2 separate regions of the Pan troglodytes genome follow, and region 2 is linked to region 1. Evidence: chromatin contacts called from public HiChIP or PLAC-seq data. All regions are on one chromosome and are shown on one strand. Each heading gives the region's core, a stretch centred on a gene start, on an enhancer-like site or on the middle of the called end of the contact. The rest is flanking DNA. Distances are from core to core; before and after follow the strand shown.

The links. HiChIP or PLAC-seq counts read pairs in DNA pulled down with a chosen protein or histone mark.
Region 2: an H3K4me3 HiChIP or PLAC-seq map of stem cell-derived excitatory neurons shows a contact between it and region 1, with 2.3 times the contacts expected there. The contact joins the promoter of GFPT1 here to the promoter of ANXA4 in region 1. A contact is called at or near these places in 1 of 7 Hi-C or Micro-C datasets (stem cell-derived neural progenitor cells) and 1 of 1 datasets of contacts at active chromatin or transcription factors (stem cell-derived excitatory neurons).

Annotation. Positions count from the first base shown.
Region 1 is chr12:53,095,392-53,102,349 of NHGRI_mPanTro3-v2.0_pri, reverse strand. ANXA4 (annexin A4) reads left to right here and starts at 4,646. Exons shown (of 16, transcript XM_016948681.4): 1 at 4,646-5,735. AAK1 (AP2 associated kinase 1) reads right to left here and starts at 4,598. Exons shown (of 17, transcript XM_054678473.2): 1 at 4,416-4,598; 2 at 3,717-4,115. The coding sequence starts at 3,879.
Region 2 is chr12:53,352,663-53,359,651 of NHGRI_mPanTro3-v2.0_pri, reverse strand. It overlaps GFPT1 (glutamine--fructose-6-phosphate transaminase 1), which reads right to left and starts at 5,360. Exons shown (of 20, transcript XM_063789764.1): 1 at 5,101-5,360; 2 at 953-1,112. The coding sequence starts at 1,034.

The DNA.
Region 1 (6,958 bases), core at 3,397-5,896:
TAGTCCACCTTATAGTTCCAGAATGTTGTCTTCAACACAGTAATAAATAAACATTTATTGTTTAAAGCTTAGATATAAGTCCTCGTATAGCTAAGGAAGTATGATAAAAGCACAGCTTCTCAATCCTTCTTTGAACATTGCTCCAATTTTCCCATTGAGCTCATTCTGGAAGCTTAAACCAAATCTTCCCTTGATATCATATGCCCATTAACTTAGACATGATTTAGCTTCTCATCATGGCATAGCTTCTCATCTAGCTGAGAAAGCTAGAAAGAAAATATTCTCCCTGGCACCCAGCCTAGAAATAGCCATATTCCTCTAAACTCATAACTTAAAGCCTTCACTTCCCCCAAACAGCCCCTGCTGGACTAGTTAGTGAAACCAGGCCAGGAAGGCTGATGCTACCAGGGGAGGTATGGCAGTGCGACATCTTTTTGTCTTACCCAGCACCTGCTCCTTGGGGTTCTTGCAATTCCTTACGAAAAAGCACAGACCAATACCCACGCTAGAGAAAAAGAGATCATCAGCAGAATGTGGTGGTAATCTGGTCTGTGTTTTGAAGCTTCTCACACCACTCCTCCCTAAACTGCCTAGCCACCGCTCTGGGCACACAGGGTACAACTCCTGTGGTCCTTAAACAACTCTGGCTGGAACTGTAGATAAGTCAGCACTCGGGGACTCACAGAGAAGAGAGTCCAGGGAAGGAGCATGGCTATCCAAAACGTCTGTTAAGCCTTTAAGGAGCTGGTGAGGACTCTGCAAAGAACATCTGGCTCTGTCCCCTAACAATGGGGGAAAGGAATTGCTTCAGATTGCTGCAGCTCAACTAGCTTTCACATTGCTCCCACTCCCCTTTAACACACACACACACACACACACACACACACACACTCTCTCTCTCTCTCTCTCTCTCTCCCCCTCCACATATATACATATGATGTATAACGTTGCTGGTAAGTAATGGCTACCATTTATTGAACACCTGAAAATGTTAATTATATATATTGCCTCATTTAATCTTCATGACCAGCCCATTAAGCAGTGGTTCTCAAACTTGACCTTGCGTCAGAATCTCTCCAGGAACTTATTAAGCCCCACACCCACAGCCTACATAGTGAGGCCTGAGAATCTCCATTTCCAACAAGCTCGCAGGTGATAAGTATGCCCCACTTTGAGAACCACTGCCACAGGGAAACAGAGATTCAAGAGTGGTTTGGAATGTCTTGCCTACAGTTCCACAGCTAGTAAAGAACAGATCCAGAATTTGAACCTAGATCTGACTGACTCTACAGACAGTGCTGGTAACCATGCTACTGTATGTGTGAATGTATGCCTCATCTTCCCAAATTCATTGGCAGATCCTTAAAGGCAGATGTCAATCACACTTTAGACCTCCCTCATCCATCTCAGAACTTCATAGGGTCTTTGGACTTGGTAGGTGCTACATAAATACTTTATATACTGGCTCCTACATATCTACATACTTCTAAGAGCCACAAATTCAAACTCAACTTAAGCCAAAGAACACAAAAAGGGCGCATAGCCAGACCCAGTTTTACGTGACATTCTCTCTTGCTACTCTGTCTTTGCCCATGATGCCACCACACTAACTCCTACTCACTCTTCAGTCACTTCCTTCAGAAAATGATCCTGGGCTCCCTAAAACTGGGGGCCACTGCACCCTAAGTTTATCTCTATGATGGCATTTACCAATCCACTATAACTGGCTATTTTCCATCTCTTAAAGCAGTTGGTAAAAGCTAGCATCTAGTTTAACAGTATACCCCCAGAGCCTAGCACAGCACCTGGCACTTCACAGGCAACTCCATAAACTGTTGAATGAATAAATGCAGAGCTACAAGTCCTAAATTCTGTGTAAAAATATCACAATACGTGATGTGCAGTTCTCAAAGATGAATCCCAGAGAAGAGGAAGGCAGCCTAGGTAACAAAGACCAATTTTGCCTTTTCTTTTCCCTATCACTCCTCTCACACTTGGAGAACATGCACCGCTTAGGACAGCATCATCCGTGATGAGACAACATCCTAGCTGAACAAAACGCTCGTGGGCTATAAGGTCAGCAGAGGCCATTCAGAGGGGAGGAAAGTGTTCTGTGGCCCTTCGTTTCTCCTGATTTCTCTCTGACACACTCTCCTTTTCACTGTTTCTCCACCCCACTGCAGTTAAGGGCTTTGGCACAGGGATGAAAGAGACAGATCAGACTCAAGGGTGCGGATCTGGCAGCGGGCACAGAAGCATCTCCTAGCCTGCACCAAAGTCCACGGGAAAGATCCAAGGGGACAGTGACTCAGGCCCCAGATAAAGCGCAGCTAGAACAGTACTGAGATTGGAAGAGCAATAATTTCACATGGACATTAACTGTCAGAGATCTTTTTTAAAAATCATGTTTTTAAAGTACAGGCTTCAACTCTATTCCCAGAAAACTGGGCCCTGCTGAATCCAGTGCTTACACAAGCTGAGAGCCAAACACAGCTTCTTCCTCTTCCAAACCCACCCACCAGCCCGCAACATCCACCATGGTAAGCATTTCCCAGGCCCAGGTCAGGACCCTTGCTTCAACTTTAGCTTGCAAAAGGCCCCTTTTTAAAGAGGCCTCTTCGCTTTCTCTCTTCCCTTGCTAATAAAACTGTTCCCTACCATCACCATGTTGCAATAAGAGAGACCTCTCCCTTCTTCCAACCCCTCTCGGTCTATAACACAACCTACAGCAGGCTGGCCCCATCCAATCAGTCTGAATTGCTTCATGCCAAGGAAATTGCTGCTTTTATTAAAAATAAAAGCACACTAGGCAGGCGAAGGGCTGTGAAAACTATGAGTCTGGCATAATTATGAAGGTCGAGGTTAAGGTTACCAAAAGAGACATGCAAAGATTTCCCGAAAGCCTGGGGGAATCAAGATGTATATCTACGTGAGTATAGACACACAGATGAAACACAGAGGGAATTTATGCAGCAGATCTAAATAACATCCTCTCTGATAGCGAAAAAACAAAATCAGAGCCACTCTCAAGTAATTTTTCTTTTGATTAAAAAAACAAAAAACAAAACCTAAAGCGAGAAGGAAGAGGGGCCTACTAGACTGAGTTCAAAATAACCACATTTGTTTTATGTAATTTCTGTTATCTTTGCTATAACCTGGGGACCTGATTACAGTTGGGTCAGGAAACAAATCTACTAGTGAAATCCACCAAGAGCCTTGGCCCTTGGAAAAACACGTTCACGTTCTCCAAAAATCCTCTCTTCCTTCCAATGCCTGCTCATGGAAGTGGGAAAGTTGGGTAGGAGAAGGAGAAACCCCTCTCTTCTTAAAAGTCCCCCCACCCTTCAGCCTTCACATCAAGATTTTAAGTTTTAGGAGGATGACAAGCCCATCACCCTGCCTTTGGCATAAAGCTTTACACTTTCACACATACGTTTTCTTGTGTGATCCTCAAAATTTGGCTTCTCAATATTAAAAAAATAAAAATAAAAGGCCACTAACGTAAACAATTTCGGCAACCTCCCCACACCCCCATAAGCCCAGTCACTTTCAAATCTCAATTTTAAATCTCTCAAGGACAATGACTCACAGGGCAAGTGAAGGGGGAAGGGAGGGTCAACTGGTCAAAGCCCATTCATACATGCAACAACTAGAAACCACAGTATTGCCGCATCAGCACAAGATTTTAATTTACGGCGCATTGAGCCCCACCGTACCTTCCGCCAACACCTCGTCCACTGTGACCTGCTGTCGCCCGATGCCGAAGACTCTTCCGATGTAGCCACTGCCCAGGCCCGAGGTGCTGCCCCCTCCTCCGCTGGAGCCGGAGCCCAGGCCAGAGCCGCCCTGCTCTCGCCGGGAGTCGAAAAACTTCTTCATCTTGCGAATAGGGAGCAGCAAAGCAAAATACCGATGGTTTCTAGATTTTTTTTTTTTTTTTTTTTTTTTTAAAGAAAAGAGATCCAAGGATTTCTTCTCGGATTTCACCTCGGAGAGGAGCCACCCGAATCCGGCCGTGGGGGTGGGGGCTGAGGGAGGATGCCTATAGGAATATGCGTGTCAATCGCGCGGCGGGTCCCCTCCTCCTCCAGAAAGCGATTCGTGTAAGTTTAAACCTGTGATGACAGAGGAAGAAAGAGAGGATGAATCAGTAACACGCTTAAAAATTCAACCGCTGAGTCCTAGGGGGAGCAAAAGCCATCATCCTGGGGAAACGCTTCATGTATTTTCCCGGCGAGAAAAACCGTGGGGCTGAAAACGCGACCCCGGCCCCAGAACCCGGGACCCCCGAGCCGGGAGCTCGGAGAAAGGAGGGATCCGAGCTGCCCCGGCAGCGCCGACCCTCCCGGGCACTGCCTCCCGCTCCTCCCGGGTCTCCCCGCCGCCCCTCGAGGCGGCATCCTGGCAGCACCCACTTGAGACGGCTCGGCGGCCGGCGCCCTGCTACCAGCCCCGCGACATTGTCACGGCCGCCGGGCCGGCCTGCGACGCAGAGAAGAGGCGGCGCTGCAGCGAGAGCCGGGGCCGCGCTCGGCTCCCGCCCGCCCGCCAGCTGATCCCGGGAGCGCCGGGCGGAGACTGACCCGCCGCCCCTCCCCCGCGCGCGCTCCCGCCCGGCTCCATCCACCCAACCAGGAAGTGAACCGCCGCCGGAAGTGCCCCTCGGGGCGGCGCGGCGAGGGACCGGGGCCTCTCCTGTAACCGCCGTTCTGTCGCCACGGATGGGAAGGAGTCGACCGCGAGAAGAGGACTGGGGGAAGAGGGTCTCAGTGCAGACAGAGTTCTGGAAAAGACTGTTGATATCACCCGAGCCGCAGGGCAAGCTGGGAAAGGTAGCTCGGCCCAGTCCGGCTGCTGGACTACAAATCCCAGCATACTCCTGGAGGAGCGGGCGAGGCGGCAGCCGTGGCCTCCACGGCCTCGAAGGAGATTTGTGGGGTGGCGCGTATGTGGGGACTCGGCAATTTAAACACATCCCGTGAAGAAACTGCCAACGACTAAGTTCCCCCCCTGCTGTATGTTCCACCCTTCTGGAGCCATCTTATTTGCGGCCTGGCCTCCTGGCACAAGGGATTCTGGAGGTTGTGGTTTCCGAACGGATCGAGACTGACACCTGGAGGACGCGGCTTAACCGCTTAGCCCCTAGCGGGTCCTGTGGGTTTCCCGACGTCTCCTGGGCTGAAATGGAAGCGAGAAGTGATCGGGAACATTGTGCTGGCAGTTGGATCCGGCTGCACCGAGCTCCAGCCTTAAAATAAGTAAAACCGATGCCCTTCCGCCCCTAACCTCAAAAGCTGCTTTTGCGTCTAGATGTTATTGAGAGCCGGCTCTGCGGTCAGCTCTGAGCTAGGCGCTGTGAGAACGCTCAGTAAGACAGTGTCTCGTCTGGAAATGTACAGGCGAGATTCAAACCGAGAAACTGCCAAAGGTTGTGTGCAGGGCAGATCCTAGGATACCGGAGACCCAGCCCGTTGGCTTGACCTCAAAACTCGGGGGCTTTTCGGCCCATGCTGTCCCTTAATTCCTCCTCCTTTGCTGACGCTGTGGGTGCGCATCAAAGCCTAAACTTCACTAGCTCCCTTGCACACAAGAACACTAACCCTAACCTGACCAGTTATTTATTTTTCACTTCAAGATTCTTCCACTGATACTTATGTTTCCCTGATACCGTCCAAGTGCTGAGGGCGGGGATGGACTGTGTGATTTGCATCTACCAAATGCAGAAAATTTGGAAGGTCAGTTGGTACACTTTTCCGACCCTAGATTTCCTGATGGATGATGCTGAAGAGTGGCAAGTTCCTGCCAAAAACAAACAAACAAAAAAACTACCATGATTTATTAATATTATTTTTCTAACCCCTGAATATGGGTTATTGTTCATCTCTGCCCGCTTTCCCCACTCCCTAGTGCTTGTCTCAGAATTTTTTTTTTCAGCGGGTATTTGAGTAGAGAAGGGTGTCCCAGGGAAAAAAATGGTTCTTGCTTTCTCTAATCTGAATGTTGAGCTGAGCTGTGACTGGGCTAACAGTAGCGTTTGTTGTTGCTGCTGCTGCAGCTTGTTTCAAGTAGTGCCATTGTAATTAAACTCCGTGAAGAGATAGCATCTTTTCTTCCGGAGAGAGTCAGTGTTGTCACCTCAGTTCACGAATTCATGTAGCCATCTCCAGGATGAAATGCAGCCCCTATTCCCTCAAACTAAGCCCACGAAGGCATGTTCTCTGCACTTTCCTTAAAAGGCCAGATTTTTGTCTGAGGAAGTTTGAAACAGATCTTAAAATAGATGAGAAAGCTCATTTGGAATTAGACTCATTGACCCCCATTTCTCTCAGCACTTATTTGTCTTGACTGACTTTTTTAAAGAAGCTGTGCTAGGTCCTAAAATCAATCTGATGCTATCTCAGTTTTTACCTTTCTAGACTTCTCTGGTACCAGACTAGTCCAGGCTTACACAAATCTCAAGTCTTACTTCAGTGATACAAAAACTCCCAATATGCTTAAGGTAGCTAACATGCATTTATTTAACACCCACGTGAATGCTCTGATCAGAAGCTGAGGGAAGAGGTTTAAAAAACAAAAAACATGACTAGATTCCTTGCCCTCCATTCCCTCACAGACTAATAGCAATTATAATGACAAATCCACAGTTTTTCTTGCTTTACATATATTAAGTATATAATGCTCACAACCACCCTATGAAGTAAAGTACCATTATTATACTCATTTTATAGGTGGGTAAGTAAAGCAAAGAGATTAGTGACTTGCCCAAAGTCACACAGTAAATAGCAAAGCCAGGATTCAAACCCAAACATTTTAGTTTCAAAGCCCAGTTCTTACCTGGCTATACTAAACTGTCTACTTAGAGAGAGCAAACATTAACTGATTAAAAGACTCGTGAATAGTTAGAAACTCACACACAAGCAGCATAGGACCAGGAGACAGGAAACCTCTTGCCACTTCA
Region 2 (6,989 bases), core at 4,111-6,610, 260 kb before region 1:
CCTTAGCCTCCCAAGTAGCTGGGATTACAGGTGCGTACCACGACAACTGGCTAATTTTTGTATTTTTAGTAGAGATGGGGCTTCGCTATGTTGGCCAGGCTGGTCTCAAACTCCTGACCTCAAGTGATTCGCCCACCTCAGCCTCCCAAAATGCTGGTATTACCAGAGGGAACCCCGCGCTGGGCCTTACTCCTAACTCTTGATGAGTGTTTCTCCAACTTTGTAAATACAGAACCCTTTTGTTAACATCAAAATATTCTGAGGCTCCTTCACAACAATGGGTTAAATTTTTATTATTCAATGATCTAGAACAATCTTTATTCAACTTACAGACAAAGTTATAAGCATATGAATAAGCAATGAACACCCTGTAACAACTTCAGGGCTTGTAGGTCAGGAACCACAGCTCTAGAATTCAACTTCTCAACACTCCCAGGGGACTTCAATCCCAAAATCCTCTTCTTTTTCATATTACTTGCAGCCCTCCTCCTAAACACAAACTGAGACCCTTCTGCCTTGACATATGCAATTTCTCTAATAATTTGTTCATAACCATATCCAATTAACTCCTCTGCAGTATTACATATGAATGACCTTTTTCTACTTTTATAGACTCTGTTCAAGGCAATATACTACTTTGGAACTCTTCTGCCTTTAACCACTGTTCCTTGGTCTGTTTTCCTGGCACTTCTATTTCCTCCTTCAACCCCTCTGGTAGTAGTTCTCAAACTATTTCCGCCTCCATTCACTGACGGTTAACATATGCCATTAATGATTACCTCTCACAGTATACTAATTCTCTACAAGTTGAGTAAAAGTCCTGCCCCAACACCCAGAACATTCCTGAACCTAACACAGATACCCAAACCCCAGAGCTCTCCAGTCTCTAAATTTCTACTCATTCTACTTGTGGTCTATGACATGGCAATGAACAAGGACTGTGTATTTTCACCTGAAGCTGTTGCACGTGCATTCATTTTCTTTCCTCTGATCAGGCAGCAATTCCTTGAAGGCAACTCTCTTATTTTAGTCATCTCTGCAAAGGGCAGAGTGCCAAGTATAAAGCCATCATTTCAAATATCTGCAAGTATCTTCTAACACTTTCTAGGCACCTGAAATATACGGTCAAAAAATTCTCAAACCACAGAAACAGAACACTATTTCACTGGATGCTAAAAAGGAATGAAGTAAAGAAAGATTTCATAATTAAAGGTTTAAGAACTACCTGGTTAAAGTTAGGTATATATTTAGAACTTTCTGGAACCTTTAATCTTGCTAATTGTGAATCTCCAAGAGCAGAATTTCCCAAACTTGTGTTACAAAACCCTTTCCCGCCTTCTACTGCTCATTACCAGAACCTATTAATCTCCATTTCCAGGGGACAATTGAAGAAATGCTTATTAAGCAATTATTTTCTCTCACAACTTCTTCATATCCAGTATATGTAAGGATATGTTAATAGTACTGGTTTTATAACCAATCCTAGCAGCCAATCTCAGCATCCCTCAATTATCCCCAAAGCCATTAGACAGTATAATTACAAAAAACTTTTGAAAAATTCATTTTAGGATACTTTAAAATTGCAAGTTCCTTTACTGCTTTTAAAAAGGATCTCATTTGCAAACATTACATTTATTTATTTATTTATTTATTTACTTATTTATTTATTTATTTTGAGACAGTCTCTCACTCTTGTCGCCCAGGCTGGAGTAGAATGGCACTATCTCAGCTCACTGCAACCTCCACCTCCTGGGTTCAAGAGATTCTCCTGCCTCGGGCTCCCGAGTAACTAGGATTACAGGCGTGTGCCACTACGCCCGGCTAATTTTTTTGGATTTTTAGTAGAGACGGGGTTTCACCATGTTGGTCAGGCTGGTCTCAAACTCCTGACCTCAGGTGATCCACCCGCCTCAGCCTCCCAAAGTGCTGGGATTGCAGGCGTGAGCCACCGCGCCCATCCCCAAAATTCCATTTTATATACACCGTCGAATCAGAAGGGTATAACTTCACATTTATAAAAACAATAGCAAAATCTGTTAAAAGCTAGGGATAGCTTAAGTGACTTGACACTCAGCAAAACCAAAAATAATACAAATAAAAAGGAAAAAGTATATTCCAAACTACCAAGAAAAAGGAAGATAAAATAAATTTGGAAAATAGACACACTATTCTTCTCTGGGAGATTCTCAATGCTTATTATTAATACATTAAAGATTCCAAGAAATCCTCCAATCAAAAAACAAAACAAAACATTACCACGCGATTTAATATGTTGCTTCCCAAATTTACTGGACCATAGGATCTTTTTTCCTAACACTTATTAACATCCCAATACAAGCTGGTAAACATATCAATTTTATCAGTATATCTGATTGAAAAAAAGCATATCAGAATCTTCAATCCTCATTCTTCTGCTTCAACATTGTACAACGTTGAAATAAAATAATCTTTTAGGCAAATTTAACTAGGGCCGGGTAAGGTGGCTCACTCCTGTAATCCCAGCACTTTGGGAGGCTGAGGTAGGTGGATTACCTGAGGTCAGGAGACCAGCCTGGTCAACATGGTGAAACCCCACCTCTACCAAAAATGCAAAAATTAGCCAGGTGTGGTGGTACACCCCTGTAATCCCAGCTACTTGGGAGGTTGAACCCCGGAGACAGAGGCTGCAGTGAGCCAAGATCATGCCGCTGCACTCCAGCCTGGGCGACAGAGAGACACCCCGTCTCAAAAAAAAAAAAAAAAAAAAAAACAAAGAAAAGAAAGAGAGAGAGAAAGAAAGAAAGAGAGAGAGAGAGAGAAAGAAAGAAAGAAAGAAAGAAAAGGAAGAAAAAAGAAAAGAAAAGAAAGGAAAGAAAGGGAAAAACTTAACTAGATAGCAAGTAATCAGAAAGTAAGCTTCCAGATTTTCCCATCTAATTTTCACTCCATTTCTCTGCTCAGGAATTTTAGTTCAATGACTAAGATGTGGGAGGAAAATAATGACACTCATCTTCTTATCTTTCAGAATTTACATTAGAGAGAAAATAAATTCTGAACCCTATCCCTAGAATCAGGCAAAACCGTGGTATGACTTAAAAGCAGGACCTCAGAAATGCCTCAAATATTCACTTTTTATTTCTTCAATACCTGTTTCCTCAGCAGTAAAACTCTATGGAATGGAGACACAAACTATGTGAAAACTCCCAACATTTAGTCTCCACCCTAAATGTATCTCCCTTATCTGAACCTGATTTCCATATCTGATTTATTTATTTATATTTATTTATCATTTTTGAGATGGAGTTTTGCTCTTTTTTGCCCAGGCTGGATTACAATGGCGCGATCCCGGCTCACTGCAACCTCCACCTCCTGGGTTCAAGCAATTCTCCTGCCTCAGCCTCCCGAGTAGCTGGGATTACAGCCGCGTACCACCACGCCCAGCTAATTTTGTATTTTTAGTAGAGATGGAGTTTCACCATGTTGGCCAGGCTAGTCTTGAACTCCTGAGCTCAGGTGATCCACCTGCCTCGGCCTCCCAAAGTGCTGGGATTATAGGCGGGAGCCGCCACGCCCAGCGCTGATTTATTTATTTATTTATTTATTTTTCAGTAAGTACTTTGACTACGTTTTTTTCTTGGAACATGATGAAATGACCTGCAACCAGAATGTTGAGTACTTGATGAGGCACACCCCTCATCATTCAGGAACAGTTAACTACCAAATGAAGCACACTGGAGATTGACCAGTTTGCAAATTCACTACTTCACAGCTCCAAACTAAATGCAAAACCATTCTACTAAGTAGACACTGCAAAAGTCTGATTCTGAAGTCAGCTCTACTCTAATAATTTCAGTAAGCTATTTATAGGTGTTTCTGTTTTTATGTGGGTTTTTTTTTAATCTACTCTAAATTTAAACCTGCTCCTCATTTTCAGAAGCTGAAATGAGCATAAAGTTAAATACAGGAAATATATACACTAACGAGTACAATCCACCTCCTGTTCAGTTCCTTCGTGTAAAAGGCTGCAAATAAGAAGTCTCCCAGAGAGTTTTCAATTCTCTTACAATGGTACTTCCCTTTAAAAAAAAAAAAAAAAAAAAGTGTACTTTCTTCCAGGGATAAAGTCGGCTGTAAATTTCAATAAGAAAGGTAAGAATACAATTATTTTTACTGGCAATAGCCAAGTTAACACCAATTTTAGAAGATATCAGTCATGTCAGACACGATTCTCAAAGTCTCTTTCACTAACACTTAGGTCATAATAAACGACTCTCAAAACATGGAATAAAAGAGCCTAACCTTAATTTTTTAAGGCTCTAGGAAAGATATTTGTTCAACTTTCCATAGCTTGTATTTTTAATGGATGCACATGCAAGGGGTAAATGATATTTTTCATAGTTGGTATTCTAAAGGGGTATACATCCAAGGTATAACTGATATTTTTCAGAGCTGGCATTTTTAATGGGTGCACACGCAAATGATAAATTATGTATAACCTATCGCCACAGACATTTGAAGGCCTCTTCCACCAGAGGATCAGGTCTAAGCCCATTAACCAAGTTATTGATTAGCAATGGTTTCTGTTGAGACAAGGGATGGCAGGAAGTATCACGTTTAATGGCACTACCGTGGCTCTAGCTAGGGTCTGTTTTCTACCGGGCCTCCCCAGAAACAAGTAAAATATTTTTTGAAAGATTTTTAGAAAAATGCAAGGTAAGTTCAAGAGACCTCGCCCGAGGTTCCACAGGTTGCCTCACTCACCTGGTGGGCCCTTTTGAAGGCAACCCCCTCCACACCTCAATTCCCCCAGCTCTCTCCTCCTTTTTCAATAAAGGCGTTTCTCTCCCCTCTCGGTTCCTTCTCCGCGCCAAGGCGCCCGCTGGCCCCCGGCAAAGGGGGCCCGCCTTCCTCTCAGGTGCCTTTCTCCCGGCCGCCACCCCCTCTCCCGCCCGTGGATGCCGGCCCCCGCCCCCGCAGCCACCACTGGGCGCCCCTTGCCCATCACCCAGACTTCGCACCCTCCACACTCCCGCTTCCGCCCGTCGCCTTGGGCCTTAGCGGCACCCGCACCGCACCCCAGCGCCGCCCGGCAACACGCCCCCCGCTCCCGGCCCCCCTTACCACACATGATGCCGGAGACACGGCCCGCGAGGCCAGGGGCGAGTGGCTGGCGGGATCGGGGGTGCACACACGAGCTTCGGTGGGCAATCTGCGGGCTCGGGGGCCGGGGTGGCGCCGACACGACTCCCTCGGGGATGCGACGGCCAAGGTAACAACAGCCTTCTCCGCCTCCCGGGCTCCGCCAGCAACCGCCGCCGGGCCCCGCCCCTCGGCGCGCAGCGCGCCGCCGCCGGTAGGCCCCATTGAACCGCTCACGCGCCGCTCACGCGCAAGTCCCGCCTCCCAGCGCTGCCCCGCCCCCCGAGCCCACGCAGGCGCTGGACTGCTGGCGGCGGCGACGTGGCAGTGGCTCGTGGCCGCGTCCGCCTGGAGTTCCTGGATACGCCCGCCCCGGGGCGAGCCGCGGGAGGGACCGAGCCGAGAGGGAGGGAGAAACTCAGCACCTGGCAGGGAATGACGGAAAGAGAAGGATGGAATTGTTAGCAAAGCAATAGCCCGGGTGCGCGCCCCGTGCAGCCCCAGGCCCCAGGCGCCAGCACTGCACGAAGCGGGGAAAGGAGGAAAAAAGCAGGAAGTATGAAAAGGGAATCCTGGGGGACATAAGGCTGAAAAAAATTGCAAAGAATTAGGTTGAGGTGGGAGGAGAGAGATAACAAAATTCTTGACTGTAAAGCCCCAAAGGTCAGCCTCTCTGGTAATAAGCAATTCAATTCCTTGTGTAATATGCTTGGCCCCTAAAAGCCCTCCGCATCCGTTGCCTCCATAACCCTCAGTTTATTGTGGAGGGGTAGAGGAGGAATGTAAGGCTCAACTATCCGACTATGAGCCTGGACGTAAGAAACTGCTGGCCCACCTCCTCCCATGACCCACCTGAGACGGCTAGGAATTCCCTAGCTTTAACAGCCGCGCGTTTGACTTACGAACGATTCATTCTATGAATTAATGCGCCATGTCTGACAAGAGAGACTTGATTAGAGAGGGATGATGTTTCTGAGAATTTATTACCTGGGCATTTGCTTTAAACAGCCTTAAATGGTATCTTTAGTCAAATGTGGAGTAATCAGAACTCTATAATGGCTCTAGAGTAGAGTAGTATTAAAAACGTACATGGCACACAGAATTCCTGGAGTGCTGACTGCTGTTCATGTGTCTGGTCTTAGCCTGCTGACTGCTGTTCATGTGTCTGGTCTTAGCCGTCCTTCCAGCCCTATACACTCCCAACAGGCTCAACAGGTAGTTCCTCAACTGGGCCAAGATTCTCAAATCTTTTGCACACTTTGGTTACTCTGCATAGAATCCCCACCACGTCTCTGTTTAGATGCTACCTCTTCAGGAAAGCCTTTTTTATCCCCCCCAGACAGACTTGGAGACATGCATTAACCTCTTACTCTTTGAGCTACTCACTGTAAAGAAATATTCTTTGATATTTTATGATTTTCTGTATTTTCCCACTGGGCTGTAAGTTTCTTGAAGCTAGAACTAGATTTTACATACCCAACACTTTTAGACCACAGCACAAAGTAAAAGATCAAATTTATTTTGGAATGAGTGAAAAAAAGTCCTATTTCCTTAGCGGAATTAACCTTCTATGGCTGGTTATATGATTAAGTGAGCATAAGGCTTTCAGTTTTTCTTACGGGGAAAAGTGCCTTTTTTCACTTGCCTCAGAGAAGCTGAAAAATGTCACATTTAACTAAGCAGAGTATTTCTCACCTAAAAGCCCTTTTGATATTTCAATCCCTTAAACAGGTCCCTAGATCACCCAGAGCAAAGTTTTAAAAAAAAAAAAAAAACAGTGAGCTTTTTGGTAATAATACATTTCTTAATTCAAGAAACAAAAGACTGTGGATATACATCTAGCTTCAGAACCCTCATCTAAGGCTCTGGTT